Regions from separate parts of the Sus scrofa genome. Here all the other regions are linked to region 2. The links are chromatin contacts, called in public promoter capture Hi-C maps. All regions are on one chromosome and are shown on one strand. The core of a region is the stretch at or near the end of the contact, and the rest is flanking DNA. Distances in the headings are between cores, read along the strand shown. Region 1 holds the start of C14H12orf65 (probable peptide chain release factor C12orf65 homolog, mitochondrial). Region 2 holds the start of RSRC2 (arginine/serine-rich coiled-coil protein 2). Region 3 holds the start of SBNO1 (protein strawberry notch homolog 1).

Region 1 (4,145 bases), core at 1,470-3,969, 580 kb after region 2:
GTATGAGTCCATTCATAAGAATTATCTAGAGTAGATAGAAATGAGATTAATGGTTACCAGGAGCTGAGAGAAGGAAAGAATGGGAGTGACTGAAAGGTCTGGGGTATCTTTTGGGGCAGATGAAAAGTTCTAGAATTAGTAGTGATGGTTCTACAATTCTATACTAGTGAATATACTAAAACTCACTGAATTGTATACTTTAAAAAAATTTGCAGTATGCGAATTATATCTCAATAAAAAAACTACAATAATGGTAATTTGCAGAAGTGTTTCTTTTCAGGTTATATTTCAAAACATGTTTGACAGGAGTTCCTGTTGTGGCTCAGCGGAAACGAATTTAACTAGCATCCACAAGGACGAAGATGTGATCCCTGGCCTTGCTCAGTGGGTTAAGGATTCGGCGTTGCCATGAGCTGTGGTGTAGGCCAACAGCTACAGCTCTGATTTGACCCCTGGCCTGGGAACCTCCATATGCCAAGGGTGGGGCCCTAAAAAGACAAAAAAAAAGTTTAATAATCAAAGTTCCAGACACAATTCTACTAGTAACAACTGGAATACTTACATGCCTTGTTCATGTCTTTAACAAGTTCTACCATATTATCTATGCCTGTTGATTCATACAGTGAATAAATGAATAGGAACTACTTAGTATTTAATTTGGTACTGAAAACAGCCAATTAAACTGTTAACAATGGCTTTTTCCCCATATACTATATGCATGGAGTACTTTTGTACTCTATTTTTTAAGAAAAGAAAAAACTCTATGCATATCCAAAAGTACTCTATGCATATGCTACTTCTTAAAAATAACTATTTGCCAGGTCAACTAAAATTTAACTGAAGCTAGATGTACAGAGATAAACTGGTTATAACAAGTCAACTCATGTAGTTTAAAAAAAAAAAAAAAAAAAAAAAAAGGAGCCATGGAGTAAGGGGAAAAAATAAAGAAAACCTATGCTGCTTACAAAACAGAAGTGTTAAGGAATGAGAAAGAGGAAAATTAACTATTATTCTGGTTCCTCTAGGTTCCCACTTTCTAGGGCCCGGTTTGACAAAGCAACCTTGAAAACATCAGCTCATAAAGGAATCATTTCCTTCAGGGACAGGTGTGAAAGCCAAGGGTAACCGGACCTAGCTAAATGATTTCTCCCCAGTGACTCAGCCCATCACCAACGACAAATGGGGTATTGAAAAAGTCAGAGGCTGCACCTTCCATCTGGCAACGAAAATACCGGAATTCAAATCACCTTGCTCTTCTAGCAGGAAAACACAAGCTCTCCAGGGAGGTGCATCTGCATGCAAATGATACCCCATCAATTATTTCCCCCACTGAGTTAATCCGGATGCAGTAGATGCAGATGGAAAACCATGTGAAATGCGATGAGGCTTCCCCAGTTTGGGGGGTGGGGGGAAAGAGCTGGGTGACAGCAGAGATAAATTTTTAAAAAACTGATATAGGAGTTCCCTTCGTGGCTCAGCGGAAAGGAATCTGACTAGGAACTGTGAGAACGCAGGTTCGATCCCTGGCCTTGTTAAGTGCGTTTAGGATCCGGACATACGGTGTAGGTCGCAGACGGGGCTCGGATCTGGCCTGGCTGTGGCTGTAGCCTAGGCCAGTGGCTGCAGCTCCAATTCGACCCCTAGCCTGGGAAACTCCGTATGCGGTGGGTACGGCCCTAAAAAGATAAAAAACCGATACACAATGCAAAATTTTAAAAAGCTGCTGGAGAATGTATATAAGAACTGAGACATTTTTGTATCTTCCAGCAACAAAATATGATGCTTTTGATGTCTCCAGCTCCTAGCAAAAAAAAGGAGTTAACGGGGAAAAGAACAACTGATTCACTGAGAATATGTTAACGAGGCGTTCTGCTTTGTTGGGAACCTGAGAAGGGGGACGGAAGGGATGATTTCAGGTTTTGAGGCCAGATCCTGACATTCTCGTGCTCACAGACGCACCGCAACTGCTGCTGGCGGCTCTCGGATTAAAGTAGGAAGGCGAGGGAGGACCCACGCAGTCGCCTCAACTGTAGACAGTAGAGAGGCCAGAGTTAAAGCCACTGCTCCAACCAATAAACTATAATTATAATCCCCCAAAAGTAAGCAGAGGAAGCTGAGCGGGGGGTGTGGGGGGAGAAAAGCGAAATCCCTCAAGCCCCCCGCCCCTCGGGAAGAGGTGCTCCGCGATTGGGCCGTGAGGATGTCACTCAAGGGCACAGAGTCTAGAAAAGGCTCACGTCCGCAGGCAAAGCCCCACACGCCCGCTGGTTTTGCTGCGGTGGTTTCTGCTGACCGTCGGCTACCCCCGCCCTAACCCATCAGCACACCCAAGGGTCCGCTGAGTTGGTGTCTTCGATATCGCGTCCCCTTTCCCCCGTGACTGGCAGCTCCCCTCAGGCCGGCGGCCGCTTACCTGGCCCCGGCTCTCACTGCTGATGTTACGATCGGGCGAGCGGCCTCTCGCGACCGTTAAACTCGAGGGAGCGTGCGCGCGCCAGACGTCTTAGATGCAATTGGCTGCCCGGAAGGGGGCGGAGACGGCCGAGCCGCGGCCAGCGCGTCGACTTCCAGAGGCCAGTCCCCCAACTCCCAAGGAAGTGGCTGTCGGATGCCTGAGAAAAGAGAGGGGGCGGGGCTGCTGTCAGGTCCTCTCATCTGATTGGCTCTCTGGGAACCTACTGCAGCTACGCGGGAAAGTAGCCTCTGTTTCCCGCATGCGCAGTTAGTAAGATGAAGGGACTCAGGTGAGCGGGGGCTGCGGCAGGAATACCGCGCGTGCGCAGGCCCGGGATCGCGTTTGCTTTCCCGGTCCTGCGATGATTCCGGTTCCTCCAGAACATTGGTGGCGGGAGGCCAGTCCTGAGGTCAGGTAAGCGTCTGCAGAGAAGCCAGGTACCACGATTGCCCACGATCGTCAGGGGCTCCTAGAGAGGACTGGGAACTAGTGCCCCTGAGTTTCCCAGTTCGCAACCCTGAATCGCTCAGCTCATTGACCTGAGGCCAGCCCAGACACCTGAGCTAAATTTTCCCTGAACCTGGTTTACCCTAGGCTGTGGGGATTGGCAAGGGCTCTTCTCGGACCTGAAGTGGGAGAGGAGGAGAGCCCACTTTTGTGGAGAAAACAGTTCCACCGAGGCCCGAGGGCACATGAGCGATGCTCATTTACTCTTTAGGCAGAGCCTTAGGGAGCTGTTAGTGCGCAGCAGGGCTTATTTCAGGCATGGTGGGTGTTCTGCTCTTGCCAGTCCTTTGAAAGGACCAAGGAGAACCCGCATCCCTCCCCGTGGGCCCCCAGCCCGTCTTACACGCGCTGTTCAGTTCTTATTCTTCAGACGAAAGGTTCTTAACCTTTAAGGTACTTCTAGCTGTTAGATTTCCCTTCAGGTGACCTGAGCACACAAGAAAGGGACTTTGCTAGCCCTGTCGTTGAGAAGCCAGGATGGAGAAGATATTTGCCCTTGGAATAGCAAATCTGTGAAGAGACCTTCCATCTGATCTGAGCCTCTTAAGAATACCTAGAATTTTGTTTCAACAGTAAAAATTCAGTCTACCCGAAACTCCATGTGTGAAACATTTCAAGTTTAAATAAATGAAATCCTCCCTCCCCAGTTGTGTAAATCCCCAATCAGTACTGTATGTGTAATACTTAACCAAAATTTAAAAAAAAAAAAATTTTTTTTTTTCTAGCTTACTGCTTGTAGCAGCTTGAAGTAAGATCTCAGCTTCCAGACCAGGGATTGAACCCCAGGCGGTGAATGAGCCAAATTCTAGCCACTAGACCTCCAAGGAACTCCCAAATCAAATTATTTTTAAGCACATGGCTTTCTTTTCAGTGACCATGTTTCAAGCCCCCCCCCCACAAAAGTTTTATCACTAATTTCAGTTGGTTACAAAATTTCTATTTGAGAATTTTGCACTCACAGAAAGATGGGAACGGGAATTCCTGAGACAGTTCTAGGCAGAGGGAGGTATGTTTTCTTGCAAGAAAAATGTTAAGTCCAAAATCAAGTAACGGGGGAGTTCCTGTTGTGGCTCAGCAGTAACAAACCTGACTAATATCCATGAGGATGCATATTTGATCTCTGGCCTCACTCAGTGGGTTAAGGATCCAGCGTTGCCGTTAGCTGCAGTGTAGATTGCACTCT
Region 2 (4,639 bases), core at 44-2,543:
ACCCCATCGACTAGCTGCACAAATAGCCTGCCAAGCGATTTCAAACTAGTTCTAAATCGGTTAATAAAAAAAGGGGTTCTAAATCAAATCAACTGGGCATGGGAGGAGGGAGGATCTTCCATGATTTCTAAATTCCAGGTACTCCAGTGATTAGGATGAGCTACAAGGTTTTACTTATGCTTCATTTCCAAAAACAAGAAAATACAACTTTTTAGTCAATGGAAAAAGAATACAAAATTCTCGCATTTTTCTTTTAACAGGATAAGTAAAAGGAAGTAATCACACAATAATGTGATCTATCAGGACTGGACATCTTATACCCAAAGAAGGTTTATTTTTCGAAAGTGGTGATTTAAGAACCGTACTCTCCATTTAAAATTAAATGGGCCAATGAAGAACTCTTAAGTTTAAAGTAACAACGTCAGCGACAGGGCTGGATTATGTTTCTCAGACTTCAAAATGACTGCATCGAAAGCCACTTCGGAAACAGAGCATCAATCAGAATTCGTAGTGCCAAAATCTTCTCTTAATTAAATCGAATTTTTACTCCCTTCCAGAAACACGTTATCTAGCTGCTAAGGAATAAACTAAAGTACACAGATGGAACACTAACGGAAATTATGCAACTGGAATCGCCTCCTAGCACTCAGGCAAAAAAGGAAAAAACTAAAAACAAAAACGCTACAAGACCGCTCGCCCCCCACGTTTCTATCCCTTACAGGCACCGCCTTTATGACCCAACACTTTTCACGGACGACTCCAGGTCCCACCGCGAACATATAAATGCCTAAGCCCTAACAAAATTCAATATAAATCACTAGACTAAGCTAAACTGCAGTCAGTTCGGTGGGCCAAAAAGAACACACAGCTGGGAAAGAGATGAGGAAAGTTCTGGAAAAAAAAGACACTCCCTGCGGCTCCCCACCCCCAACGACACCGCCTCACTTCCCCCTCCCTAAAGGAGGCAGCCATGATGGCGGGCGCAGAAGAAGGCCGCGGCGCCATTTTGTCCACACACAAGCTCGGACAACAGCTCTGGGAGCCCTTCATCCCTTCTTCGGACAGTAGCAGAGAAACATCCCTGACTTTAAACTCAGATTCGGCACCTACCGCCATAGTCCACAGTCCTGGCCGCTGGAGCGGCGCCTCCACTTGCCGCTTTCCACAGTACCGGCCGCCTAGACGATTCGCCACAGACTGAATCGCTCGAACGAGAGACCCGGATGGCACAAACGGGCTAAGGCCCGGCGCGTCGCACAGCCTGCTGGGAGGAAAAGGGGTGGTGATGAGTTTCTGTAGCAACGCTGTTCAACGGTGATTGGTTGTTCTTTTGAAGGGGGCGTGTAAGGCCAGGGATGGGGCGGGGCCAAGAACACACCCTAGAATGCAGTTTCCTGGTTCTCGGAACCGGTGGAATTTAGGGTGGGGCGACTTCCTATTTCGATTCTTAAGCAATCTTGGCCTCCGCTGGCTGCCGTAAAAGGGGTTGGGCTTGGTGATCTCCCGCCAATTTAAACCTGTGGGATGGGCCCTGACGCGTCTAGGAGCCGCTGTGGGTGTCCGAAGAGGGGCTGTAAACTTGACTGTTCTTTAGTTTCTTCAATTGCGGGTGAGGAGGGGGAACCGCGCTGTTGTAGCTTGCGGGGGGTGGGCTTATGTTGAAGTAGCAGAGGCCTCAGCTCAGTCCGGGGTGTTTTCCCCACTAGACGCTGGCGGGAGAGAGATTGGGTTCTTGCTGGCCCCGGTGTCCAGCTGAGAGCATTTACGGCCTGAAGGCCTTGCTGAAACTGTTTTTGCCTAATTCGTTCATCTTTTCACCCGGCAGCCAGTGTAATCTCAAATCGTTAATAAAATCACGTTCCTGGTCATCTTTCCCTCCCTAGCACTGAGGATTTAACCCAGTCTTGAGATTGGGGATTCACTTAGCTCCACCTATCTAGTTCCCGCACTTTTCCATTCTTGCTCAGGCCTGGCAGCCGCCCCAAACTCAGTCCATCCTCTGAGCCTTTGCACCGGGCCTGCATCTTTGTTCCCCCTGAGCTTTGCATAGTTGACTTCTTGGTATTAGGGTCTCTGCCCACATGTCTACAGTTGCCAAACAGGTCCTTCTTAGGCGTTCCTCCCCCCCTTCTTTTGTACACTCTTTGTAATTATGCAGTATAATAGTTAACAGCTGGTGTGAATTTGAGTCTACAAATTCGCAGATGAGTATAGCTACATCATCAATTCGCTTTAGGTGACCTTGGCCATTTACTTAGTCCCTGACTCATGTTTCTCAGCTGTAAAGTGGGTTGTTGTGTAGATTAAAAGAGTGATTCATTCACTCTTCATTGCCTACTCAATACCGCAGTATATTTTATTTTTGTATGTCCTTCCTGTGAGAATATAAATTTCATACTGTATTCTCAGCTCCTAGAACAGTGACTGGTATGTATTAGGCATTCAATAAACAGTTGTTGAAAGAGTTGAGTGTGACAGACCTGGGAGGCTGACACTATTTAACTATTTTTACAGAGATAGGACACTGAGACCCATGAAAATTTTCACTCCAACCTTTCCTTCCCATCTCCTCCCAACTACCACCCAAACATAGCCATTAAAGCTCTTGTTTATTCTAATATGCGTTGTTTCTGTACTCCTGTTTACACTTCTATTAAGAACTCTTTTCTTGGGCGTTCCCATTGTGCTCAGTGGGTTAAGCACCCAACTAGTGTCAGTGAGGATGCTGGTTCAGTCTCTGGCCTCACTTAGTGGGTTAAGGATCTGGCGTTGCTGTGAGCTGTGGTGTAGGTCACAGAAAAGGCTCAGATCCTGCGTTGCTGTGGCTGTGGTGTAGGTTGGCAGCTGTAGCTCCAATTCAACCCCTAGCCTAGGAACTAGGGAGAACAGAATGCCCAGATCCTTGAGGGAGACTAGGAGGGACACTTGGGGGCACAGCCGGGGGGGGGGGGGGGGGGTGGGGGCGGGGCAAGGAGATCCAGAGACACCTGATGAGAGTTTCAAGGATGATATTTAAGGGAGAATAACATGCAAGGGAGCAGCCCAACAAAGGGGCTGGGAGACCCAGAGAAGGCTTGCTTGTTGACTGTCTCCTTCCTCATCAGACTCAATTCCATGAAGATAGGGCTTGTTGTCTGTTTGTTCCCTGTTGTATCCCAAGGGAAGTAGCTGGCAGAGCTTCTGGGATGTGGTAGACATTCAATAAACGCTGCTGATGGAATGAGTGGGTTGTCACGGTGCTGGGGAATGAGTGACAAGTGGCAGAGGTGCAGTTGGCTGAATCTCTTGAGAATGTGGGGATGGAGATGGGGGGTGCAAAGCAAGGGGCCCAGACTCCTAAGGGGGTGGCCAGAGGAATCAGAAAACACCAGAGTAGCATCTCACTGGGAGGTGGGAGGGAAGGAAGAGTAGTGGAGGCCACTGACCCCACAGAAATGAATCTGGGGAGGCCTAGGCATCTGGGGACAGGGAAGAGACTTGGAGAGTGTTGGGAAGGAGAAAGTGGAAAACCCAATGCCAGCTGCCAGTGGCGGGGGCACCAGGAGAAGCAGTGATTGTCTGTCCATCCATCCATCCATCTATCCATCTACCCATTCATCCCAGCTGTCCATCCCTTCCTCCATTCCTCACTCATTTATCCATTCATCCTCCAATCATCCATCCACCCGTCCCTTTACCCACTTAGACCACCAGAGAACTCTCCCTCTTTTCCTATATTTAAAAAAGCTCCTGGAGTTCCCGTCGTGGCGTAGTGGTTAACGAATCCGACTGGGAACCATGGGGTTGCGGGTTTGGTCCCTGCCCTTGCTCAGTGGGTTAACGATCTGGCATTGCCGTGAGCTGTGGTGTAGGTTGCAGACACGGCTCGGATCCCGAGTTGCTGTGGCTCTGGCGTAGGCCGGTGGCTACAGTTCCGATTCGACCCCTAGCCTGGGAACCTCCATATGCTGCGAGAGCGGCCCAAGAAATGGTAAAAAGACAAAAAAAAAAAAAAAAAAAAGATTACAAATAACTCTTTGGTCATTTCAGACCTGATCCTGTTTTTTTAAGTTCATCTGGAACCTTAGTGTCCTGAGTTATCCCAGACAGTCTGACTTAAGAGCCTTTATTATTTAATGCTATACTGATGAAAGGATTATTTCACGGAGTTCCTGTTGTAGCACAGTGGGAACAAATCTATTAACCGTGAGGACGAGGGTTCCATCCCTGGCCTTGCTCAGTGGGTTAAGGATCTGATGCTGCTGTGAGCTGTGGTGTAGGTCACAGACGTGGCTCGGATCTGGGATTGTGGCTGTGGCTGTGGCTGGCAGCTATAACTCCGATTCAACCCCTAGCCTGAGAACTTCCATATGCCGTGGGTGCAGCCCTAAAAAAAAAAGGGGGGTTTACTTCAAATGAAAAGTTGCTATAGTTTCAACTAGACAACCAAAATACCAGAAGCTCTAGGACACAATGGTAAGATCAGAGTTGTTTGCTTGTGTAGGTAAACCAATATGTTCTTCTCTAGTAACAGTCATAGTTCTAGTCCCATTTATCCTACTGATCAAAAATGAAAATGTCTAGTGACCACAGACATAACAAGAACATAGAGAAATTTTTATATATATATGCTTTTATATATATGTCTTTATGTGTGTAT
Region 3 (4,241 bases), core at 81-2,580, 680 kb after region 2:
AAATCTCCTCCGCGGTTAAACCGACCCCAAACCACTTCTGGGAAACCACCAGCGTATACTGGTTTGGGGAACTTTAGATGCTCGTTACGCCAAACGCTCTCAAAGTAAGCAAATCCCGGACCGCCTTTCCCTCCCTATAGATTCTTACTTAGGGTCCAAGAGGCGAGCGAACAAGCTCCAGGCAAAATTAACCTAATCACTGGGTGAAGCGTGAAGGTGGCCCCACGTGTCCCACGTACCGTCCCTACTGCCCTGAGAGCAAGGTAACAAGCAAACCGTAGGTGTGGGGGTCCACATCTTGGGCAACCCTGTCGCCTTCCGCACTCGCCCCGAACCAAAGCAATCCTCCAGCGGAAGACTTTTGAAGGGTTGTGGAGCTCACTTTCCTACGAGTCCGGGACCTCGCATCCCCTGGTCGAGACGGGGGAGCACGGGGGGCGATCCCGGCAGAGCCAGAGCTGGCGTCCGCAAACGCTGCCTCCTCGCCCAAACGGGGTGCCTTCGGTCTGGGACAGCGGGGCCCCAGGAGCCCGACAGCCCCACGCGCGGCGACCGCAGGGCCCGGCGCTGACCGACGGAGGAAGCCAGCGCGTCGGGGCCGCGGCCGGGACCGTGCCTCCGAGGACCCCGGGGCACGCAGCTGAGAGGGCAGCGAGGGGCGCGGGAGGCCCGAAGCCGGGGTGAGGTGGCGGCCCCCCCCAGCCTGGCCCCACACGGCCCCCTGAGGAGGGTGGGAGTGGGAGGCTGTCCGGGAGGAGGAGTGTGGAGACATAAAAGGGCTACAGGGAGGACTTACTTTCCCCACAGGATCTGACGCTGGAACACCTTCTCCCGGGCGGCGACAGCTTGAAGGACCAGAGGCGACTGGAGCGGAGGCGGCGGTGGCGGCGGCAGCAGCAGCGTCCGGCTCTGCCTACCTCCCCGCCGCCATCTTGACGCCCCTCCCCCAACCCCCCCCGCCCCACCGGGAGGGGGTGGGGCGACGGATGAGGCGCCGCGCGCACGCAGCGCGCGCCGCAGGACCCACGTGACTTCCTCCCTCCCCCCCCACCGCAAACCCCAGCCCCTCTCTCCGCCCCGCCTCTCTCCTAGGTGAAGGAAGATGATTTCCCCCCCCATCTTGGCCGCCCCCCGCCTTTTCCGCCAAGCACGGACTCCACCGGCTCCCGCCGACCCTGTACCAGTGGTTGAATCCAAAGGAATTCTGGAACCCAAACGGTCCATTATCGCGGCTCCGGGGTGGGCGAGGGGTGAGGGGGCCGGGTTTCCGAGAAGGGGGAGGGGGGGAAGACGAAGGCCGCCTAGGAGAGTCACGTGTCTACTGCTTCCGCCGGCGTTTGAAAGAATCGCGAGAGTTCGTTTTCCCCTCCTTTTCTCCCTCGCGGCATGTCGGGAGGAAGGTCTGTTCTGGGTTGCCCCGAGCAGGTCAGCCGGTGGGCCGTGCGCATGCGTCCCACACCTGCTTTCAACGTCGGGCAAGGAGGGGCTCGAAGCTGTTTTCGAAACCTTTTTGGTGCGTGGCTATGGCTCAGGAAGTTACCTAGTGGCGTCTTTGTCACTTTGAAAAACTCGTTACCTTAGTTAATTCTAGCAAGAAATTCTCGTAATGATTTCTTGTTAGGCTCTCCTAAAGCACTTTATTCAATGTGAGACCGCAAGGAACTCGGAGCCCCTCTACTGCTCCGACTGCTACAATCATATCCTAATGAGTGAGAGCGCAGTCAGCTCGGTTTCCTTTTTTCTCGCGCACGCACACACACACACACCTGGTAACCTGAACAAACTATTGCTCTGAATTAATGATTGCTGCATATCTGTCGCTACCGCCTCTCACTTCCTTATTTTTGTATTATCCATTATGATGATTATTATTGCTACTACTTTTAAGTGATCTAACAGAATAAACAAATTAACTTCTTGGTAACCCTTTTGTAAAGTCATTCTGAGAATGCTGTTTGAACCCGTTGCTTAGGTAATAGGCACGCCTAGGTGATTCTTGCCCCCTACTGGCGGTCGCTTTGCTGTCGCCTTGAGCTCAAAGCAGACCTAGTCATTCAAACACTTAGTTGTTAAGGTGTGAGCTCTTCAAGAGACAGTAAGGGGCTAGAGGAAAGGAAAAAAAGTAGTCATGGAGAGAATAATTATGAATCTTTCAACTTAGTGTTTTTATACATAAATATGCATTATATATGTATGCATGTAAATAAACATTTTAAAATGCCAACAAATCACTTTGCTACTGTTACTTTGTTTAATCCTCACACGCACATTAAAAACCTATGAAGGTTGGGGGGGGGTAGTTCCTGTGGTGGCTGAGCAGAAATGAATCTGACTAGCATCCATGAGGATGCGGGTTCCAACCCTGGCCTCGCTCAGTGGGTTGGGGATCTGGTGTTGCCATGAACTGTGGTATAGGTCGCAGAGGGAGCTCGAATCCCACATTGCTGTGGCTGTGGTGTAGGCCAGCAGCTACAGCTCAGATTGACCCCTTATAATAATAATAGTTCCATAAGAACAAGGCCTTCATCTGTCTTGTTCCCTACATTCCACTAGCCTGGTTTATGTCTAGTGTAGATGATGGCAAACAAGCAATTACAAATCTGTCACGTTATGAAAAGAAAGAAATACGAAAGAATGCAGCAAAGAAATCTAAGATGTTGTAGTTAATGCTTCAGTGTCTTTGGAGCTTGGTTGAAACAATTCAGTTTCAAAGTGGCCCCCAGGAGTTCCTGCCGTGGCGCAAAGGGATCAGCAGCGTCTTGGAAGTGCTGGGACACAGGTTTGATCCCCGGCCTGGCACAGTGGGTTAAGGATCCATCATTACTGCAGATTTGGCTTAGGTGGCAACTGTGGCTCAGATTTGATCCCTGGCCCAGGCACTCCATAGGCTGCGGGGCAGCCAAAAAAGAAAGAAAAAAATAGAGGCCCCCAAACAAGTTGTACACTAGGACTAGATGAATCCTAGATTGTGAAACCCAAGGTCTAACCTAGGAACTCCACCCTTTGAGGTACTTCCTGAGCATCTGAGCCAGATCCTTGCAGCTATCTCTGCATAATCTCTTTACCTTGAACCAAAGTAAAAGATGATGTTTCAGGGGATATTTATAATACAACTATACACATGCACCCAAACATTATGCATAATGTTATTCATTGCCGCACCATTTGTAGAAGCAAAAGATGGGGAACGACCTTAAGGTTTTCTGAAGAAAAGGTTAATTCACTAAGCTGGCACTCTCCTATAGCGAAAAAGTTGTTCAAAAGAATGGAGCACTTTCAAATAAATATAAATTTTTGTGTATATATATATAAATATATATATATATATATAAATTTGGGGGTTCCTTGTGGCTCAGCGGGTTAAGGTTCCAGTATTGTCACGTCTGGGGCTCTGGTTACTGCAGTGGCACAGGGCCTGGCCTGGGAACTTAAGCTGTGGGTGCAGTCAAAAAAAAAAAAAAAAGATAAAAGAATGGAGCACTTCTATCAACAAGAATATATAATGATATATTTTGCTCACATATACACTTGCAGCATCTCAGAATAAAAACACAAGTAGCAGTTATTCAAGGGATAGGAACTGAGATATGAGGGTCAGAGGCCAGGAGGAAGACTAGTTTGGTGCATCCAAACCAGAGGTACTGCTGAAAACAGATGATTCAGAAAAATCTCTATTCAGACATGGTATTGACTCTCCTCCCCCACCCCATGGCTATTTACACTATACTTGTCACTTCATTCAACAAATATTTATTGAGCCAGATACCATGTTAGAGGTTAGGGACACAAGTTTAAGAAAAACAATTTGAGGGGAAGGTGGGAGTGGTTCCTGCCCTTGAGATTAATCCCCTTACAGTGGAGTCCACTTTAATTCCCTTACAGTGGAGTCCACTTTAATCCCCAAATTACACAAAATGTAAACTTGTAACTGTGACACCGCTACATACAAGCTAATAGAGCCTATTAAAGAGAAGTTTGACCTCCTTAGAAAGTCAAGTCTTCCTTGGAGTGAGAACTGAGGAGAGATTTGGAAAGTAGGTGTTCACTAAGCAAAGAAAAGATGGAACTGCACTTCAAGAAGAAGAAACAGGGAGATCCCTGCTGGACCCGATAAGGATCCTGCAGTTGTCACTGCTGTGGCTCAGGGCACTGCTGTGCAGCGGGTTCCATCCCTGGCCTGGGAACTTCCTTATGTCATGGGTGCAGCACAAAAACAAAAACAAAAAACAGAAACAGCTCAT

What was found. Promoter capture Hi-C pulls out the DNA fragments that hold promoters and counts their contacts.
Region 1: a promoter capture Hi-C map of liver shows a contact between it and region 2, with 2.5 times the contacts expected there. The contact joins the promoter of C14H12orf65 here to the promoter of RSRC2 in region 2. A contact is called at or near these places in 1 of 5 promoter capture datasets (liver), 1 of 47 Hi-C or Micro-C datasets (liver) and 1 of 2 datasets of contacts at active chromatin or transcription factors (alveolar macrophages).
Region 3: a promoter capture Hi-C map of liver shows a contact between it and region 2, with 6 times the contacts expected there. The contact joins the promoter of SBNO1 here to the promoter of RSRC2 in region 2. A contact is called at or near these places in 2 of 5 promoter capture datasets (fetal liver and liver) and 1 of 2 datasets of contacts at active chromatin or transcription factors (alveolar macrophages).

What each region holds. Positions count from the first base shown.
Region 1 is chr14:29,657,480-29,661,624 of Sscrofa11.1, reverse strand. C14H12orf65 (probable peptide chain release factor C12orf65 homolog, mitochondrial) reads left to right here and starts at 2,719. Exons shown (of 4, transcript XM_001928287.6): 1 at 2,719-2,869. It overlaps MPHOSPH9 (M-phase phosphoprotein 9), which reads right to left and starts at 2,597. Exons shown (of 24, transcript XM_021074060.1): 1 at 2,414-2,597.
Region 2 is chr14:30,238,717-30,243,355 of Sscrofa11.1, reverse strand. It overlaps RSRC2 (arginine/serine-rich coiled-coil protein 2), which reads right to left and starts at 1,293. Exons shown (of 10, transcript XM_013982805.2): 1 at 1,111-1,293. The coding sequence starts at 1,116. KNTC1 (kinetochore-associated protein 1) reads left to right here and starts at 1,368. Exons shown (of 65, transcript XR_002338925.1): 1 at 1,368-1,609.
Region 3 is chr14:29,556,192-29,560,432 of Sscrofa11.1, reverse strand. SBNO1 (protein strawberry notch homolog 1) reads right to left here and starts at 1,330. Exons shown (of 31, transcript XM_021073996.1): 1 at 797-1,330.